Linked DNA regions of Mus musculus: region 2 is linked to region 1. The links are chromatin contacts, called in public Micro-C maps. All regions are on one chromosome and are shown on one strand. Each heading gives the region's core, a stretch centred on a gene start, on an enhancer-like site or on the middle of the called end of the contact. The rest is flanking DNA. Distances are from core to core; before and after follow the strand shown.

Region 1 (3,033 bases), core at 530-3,029:
CTGAATTTTATGGAAGTGCTTTCTCAATTGAGTTTCTCTTTTTTAGATGATTCTAGTTTGTGTCAAGCTGACCTAAAACTAGCCAGGACAAGGGCCTGATCCCTTCAGAAGTCCACAGTTTCTCTCAGAACTTCTTCAGCATCAAAATGGCACAAGGTGGCACATCACAGCCAGTGTGATGCTCTCAATCTCAGAATATAAAGCCCCAAAAACCTAGAGGACAAGACATGGGCAGGCTGCTCCTTTCCATTTGTTCGAGTTTGCTATTCTGTGGCTGTGACAAGCTCCATGACCAAAGGTCGTGGACCAAAGTCCACGATTGAGGAAGCCAAGCTGGAAACTCAAGGCAGGAACTGAGAGGCAGGGGAAGCACTGTTTGCTGGCCCACTCTCCCTCTGCCTAGCTTCCTTTTCTCTGTACCACAGGACCACCTTCCCAGGGTCCGTGTCATTCATAGTGATCTGGGCCCTTCTACATCAATCAATAAAATGCCCCCACAGACTTGCCTTATAGACCATCTGATGGAGTCAGTTCCTCAACTGAGAGCCTTGCAGGGCGTGTGACGGCAGTAAGCAAAGTCAGTCATTGCAGTGGGTGGGGACGAGAAAGACGATGACTTGATGACTTTAATGATCTGGATCTAATGTACTTTAGGTCATATTTCACATTCTTTCACAGAGTTGATGATTTTCAGCTCCTCCCCTCACGATGATTTTATATTAAGTTATTTAAAGTCTGCACCAAACGATGTTTTCTACAAGATGCCGTAGGGCAGTATTTAAAGGCTTCAAGTAACAGACTGGTTAAAATAAGCATTAACCATCCTTTTTGTTTATGTATGAGAAGTCCACTCTGTACTGCAGATGACTCAGAAAGAGGCAGGCCTTGGCTGGATTCCCTATCTGTAGGACGCTTTCTGCCTCCCAATCCGGGATGCATGTGAGTTTGGAAACCAGTGGATTCACTAGGAGTTTTTAAGCCCATGTAATGTGCTCACCTCACCAACATTCATGAGGCGTGAGGAGAAAAGGCTCCAGGAGGGGGTGAAGGGCTGGATTCTGCTTGAAGACAAAAGGGAATACCCAAGGAGAGAGGGGAGGGAAGGTTTCAAGATCATAGGCAGAGTCAGAACCTAGCCAGGCATAGGGCAAGTCACCGTTGGCTGTCACGTCAGCCTCCTTCTGGGTGACTGAAGACTGCAGATGGGAAATGGAAACCGTCCAGGTTATCAGGTGAGTGAGATCTATGTACAGGCAAGACTTTGACCTCACTGCCTAACTCCAAATATGATGATATTTCAGCCATTTTCCCTCAATACTGAGGGTTACAAGAGCTTGGGCTAATGTAATTTATGTTTCAACTAAACACTGAGACTGTAACTGGACAAACATCACACACACACACACACACACACACACACACACACACGCACACACACATTTGTATATACACATATTTATTTGAACTGATTAGTAAATTAAGTATGATTTAAAAGTATATTTAATTTTATTTTCCTTTGACATCCCCCCTTACCCTCCCCCCCCCCAGAGTAGCTGCTGGGGGTAGACCCCCAACATAACGAAAAACATTCCTCAATGTTCTGTGCACACTGCCTTTTATGGGCATGCTCAGGTTTCCAAGGCAAGGTGGCTTTGAATCAGTTGCAGGCCTCCTTTCATGTAGAAAACTGCTTAAAGATGTGATATTAGGGCCCAGGGAGACTGCAGAGAGAAGGGACAGTCATTTGCCAGTACTGTCCACTGGGTGGCACTGTTGCTCCACAGAGTGTCTCCATGGCGGGTCCCCAAGGACCAGGGCCAGGACCTACACAAAGGTAGGGAAGGTGTGTATGGTGAAGGGTTTATTAATGACTTTGCCTCCTCTGCGCAGCACTTTTGCGCATCTCCCCGGCCTCAGATCGTTCCTGGGCTCTCTCTGGACTGAGTGCCTGATTTGTTGTGGCCCAAACTGCTTTAGACAACAGCCAAGAAGGGCAGAGACTTCACGTGTGCACAGGCTGCAGTCCCGACGTCACTTAGAAGATTAAAAATAAATTGAAGCACATGTCACTTCAAAGGGGGCACAAAAAGGACATCGGCATGATTGGGCGCAGTAATGAGAAAGAGCTGTAGGTCCTTAGTTTGAACTGTACAGAAAAAAGGATTTTGAGGCTTATTCCCCACCCCTGTACTCCTTACATGAGAGTTAATATATTTTGATATTTAAGGCGCATTCGACACCATATGTGTGTGTGTGTGTGTGTGTGTGTGTGTGTGTGTATCTCCAATCTCTCTGTTTGGATTTGGACTCTGCCCTCGATCAGGGAGCCACATCAAGGAGCCAGGGAGACAAGAGTGTTCATCGGGGAAAGCCTGGGCCACACTGATGTACAAGCACAGAGCCCCTTGTCTGCAGAACCAACCCTACCGGTCCAGAAGGCTTTGTTGCCTACCTATCTATAATATCCATCCGGCTTGGTCTTTTGTCTCTAGGACCAGTCCCTGCAGCCTGGCCCCTCTCAGCCTGAGGTCCACGTTCACACATCAGGCATGTCTTGACTAATGGCGGCTGAGGCCCAATGACTCTCGTTTTTCATGAGTTGTCAGGAGTCTGAACACAGGGAGAGGGGGAGGGAGGGAGGGAAAAGAGGGAGGAGAAGGGGGAGGCGAGAGAAAAGGAAGGGGAGGTAGGAACGGGGAGACATAAAAAAGAGAGGAGGGAGGAGAGGAGGGGAGGGGAGGGAGGAGGGGAGGAGAGAGAGAGAAAAACAGGAGGGAGAGGAAGGAAGGAGAGGAGAAAGGGTTAGAGGTGAGATGAAACCTGAGTGGGGGTGGGGAGAGTGATAGAGGAGAGAGAGGAGGGGGAGGAGAGAGTGAGAAGGAGAGAAGAGAGAACACAGAGAGGGAGGTGGTGAGGAGAGAGAGACTGAGAGAGAGAGGTACTCAGAGGGAGAGGAGCATGGGCAGATGTCCTCATGAAAAATTTACAAGGAATAATCAGAGGTCCGTTCATTCCCTTTGGCGGGGAGGCCCC
Region 2 (2,937 bases), core at 302-2,801, 2.0 Mb after region 1:
AGTGCTCATGCCAACAATCATAATTAAATGCATTAGCCATTCTTAAAGACATGAAAATAGGAGGGAGACTTCTGGAGAAGTCATTCAGTGAGGAGGAGGAGACAGGAGAGGATTCTGTGGGGAGGAATATGACCAAAGAATGGATAAAAGAATCAGCTGAGGTCCAAGAGAGAGGGAGACATCTATAGTTCCTCTAGCCCTTCCAAATTCCTATCCTCCTCCACTCTCCTTCTCTCAGAAAAGCCCAAATGGCAGTTTACAGTCACAGTAGTGACCCTCCCTGACATCTGTTTAAATACCATGCTGCCACTGAAACCAGGCAGCAGCCACCCCTAAGCCCAGCGGCATGCTGAAGTGGGTCCTGGTTGCTGCCCACATACACTCCCAGCCATCAAGAGTAAGACACAGGCCAGTAACTAAGGCAGTTCCTCTGCTGAGGGAAGGGTCACAGGCAGAGCCTGCTCCATGTGACTCTGGGAAGCTGGGGAGGGACTGCCCCACCCACCCCCAAGAAGAGGAGGCTATCCTGGCCTTAGAATCATCCCATGTTAAAAAAGAAATCCAGAGGATGTTGCTGTCAGGATCTAAGAAGCTTTGCGAGAGCAAACTTTGGGGTGATCTGAAGAAGGGCGTTGCTCGTTTGAGACAAAGCTTGAGAGAGCTGAGGCAGATTCTGAGGAGCCACAGGCAACAGAGCAGAGTTCTGGCCATAGACCAGCAGAGCTGCATAGGTATGGACTCAGCAGGCTGAGGCAAGAGGACCATGATGAGTTCACACCAGTCTGCACTACATAGTGAGTGATTGCCTCTGCTCTTACCTGTGTCTCTTTGAATTCAGTGTAGCCCTGCATCCATCACTTAAGCCCGAGATCCCAAGGTTATATAACCTCCTAAAACAGTATGGCTGGCTGGGACAAGTATGCACATTCAGGACTATGGGGGCAGGGTAGGGTGGGGCGGGACAGGACGGGGCGGGGCATATTTCTGTTTAAACCATAGCATTGGGCTTGCTTCACATCAGTGTTGAGATGTTGTTGTTGTTGTTGTTGTTGACGTCGCCATCGTCATTTAAGACAAGAGTCCCTCTGTGTAGCCTTGATGGCCTGGAACTTATTTTAGAGACTGGCTGACCATGAACTCACAGAGATCTGCCTGTCTCTGCCCTCTGAGTGCTGGAATTAAAGGTGTACACCACCAAGCCTGACCCATGTTTAGATGTTTTAAAAGACAAAAGTCATATGACTTGAACCCCAGTAGGACAAGGACCAGAGCTAGAATATGAAGCCTCCCTCAGTCCTTCTTAGCTGGGCCCTAGAACTCCATACTGATAATAGCGCCTAGGGCCACCTCCCTATTTTCCCCGCAACCAAGGGTCTGCTGTTCTTGGAGACGGGACTTCTTCCTCTCTTCTCCCACTTCATTCCCTTGGCAACACCAATGTCAGACATAACAAATTATTCAACATGATAAACAGATCTCGAACCTCACCCAAGAGTGCAGACCCCAGTCTTCAGGATTCAAGGCCTCTCCCCACAGTCCAGTGTTTTGAAGTGTTAGCGCCAGCAATGTTAGAATTTATGGAGGACAGAGAGAACCTTCCTTTGTGATGTCACAAGGGGCATAGGAAATAGAGCCGAGGGAACAGCTTGTCCCTGGAGAGACCAAGGGACCATGGCTGAAGCAGGCCTCTTCCCTTCTGCGTGTGTAATCCTACTGATCCCAGGGCCGTAAGCCCATCCTACCGTACTCCCTCCCTGATGGCTGAAATTCTCACCGTCCCACCCAGCTACAGCTGTTGTCTACAATTTGAATTTGCGTTGTATCTCTTCAAGACAGATGTTTATTTATTCAGAAAATACAGATACACCCTGCAAGTGCCTAGGACATCCTAGAAAACACAAGGGCTTGGGAACTGGAGAGATGGCTCAGTGGTTAAGAGCACTCACTCTTTGTTCTCCCAGAGGTCCTGACTTCAATTCCCAGTAACCACATGGTGGCTCACAACTATCTGTAGTGGGATCCAATGCCTTCTTTTGAAGGCAGCTACAGTGTACTCCTATACATAAAATAAAAATAAATTCTTTTTCTAAAAAAAAGGGGGGGGAGTGGCTAGAGAGATGGCTCAGCGGTTAAGAGCACTGGCTGCTCTTCCAGAGGTCCTGAGTTCAATTCCCAGCAACCACATAGTGGCTCATAACCATCTGTAATGAGATCTGATGACAGCTACAGTGTACTCACTCATATACACAAAATAAATAAATCTTTAAAAAAAAACACAAAGAGGGGCTGTTGAGGGAATTTGTTATAAACCAAGGACCCAATGTGCAAGGAAATGCATATGTACACAGAAGTTACTGCAGTGTGAAAAACTGCAGGGGCCTTTGAGAAGAATGTCTATCCCTGTAACGTTCTGTGTCACTTCCCAGCCCAGCTCAGTGCATCCCACCCCCACCCAGAGCCTCCTCCAGAGAGGGAGGTATCTGGTGGCTGCTCAGAGAGACAGCAGGCAGGTGGAACACCCTGGGAGCAGATGTTGCCCCCCCACAACCTCCACCCCCTGCAGTTGAGAAGCCCAGATGCAGAGGCACAAGGACTTCTGAAATCTCAAAAGCCAGCTCTGTCCCAGAATATTCCATCCCAGGCCCCTCCATCTTTTCCTTGACTCCCTTTCCAGGGGCCAACCTGCCCTTTCCCACATATGCACCTGACCTGTATTTGCCAAGGTTCTTTGGTGGAACAGAGCCAATGAAATTAATATACATTAAATTAGATTGGCTGACACAGTATGGTCTGAGTCGTTCAATAACGGCTGTCTCACACTAGAGACACTTGAGAATCTTGTAGGTATTTGGTTCACGACAGGGACTCAGAAGTCCCTACCTGGCACCAACAGCCTGGAGGGTCCTGGAAAGTTCCTGGAGGATGCTGGAAGAAGCT

The links. Hi-C and Micro-C count contacts between places; a contact is called where the count stands out from the background.
Region 2: a contact with region 1 is called in a Micro-C map of palatal mesenchyme, with 2.3 times the contacts expected there. The contact joins the promoter of Allc here to the enhancer-like site in region 1. A contact is called at or near these places in 3 of 39 promoter capture datasets (hippocampal neurons and liver) and 5 of 484 Hi-C or Micro-C datasets (B cells, cerebellum, cerebral cortex and 2 more).

What each region holds. Positions count from the first base shown.
Region 1 is chr12:26,531,377-26,534,409 of GRCm38.p6, forward strand. No RefSeq gene overlaps it. Among named protein-coding and RNA genes, the nearest start is that of Cmpk2, 64 kb to the left of the region's middle. Within about 2 kb of position 1,780, at least 45 of the 459 cell types and tissues checked have an H3K27ac peak or open chromatin away from gene starts, as enhancers often do. A contact at or near this core is called in cerebellum, cerebral cortex and palatal mesenchyme, where this site is marked.
Region 2 is chr12:28,580,977-28,583,913 of GRCm38.p6, forward strand. It overlaps Allc (allantoicase), which reads right to left and starts at 1,552. Exons shown (of 12, transcript NM_053156.3): 1 at 1,489-1,552.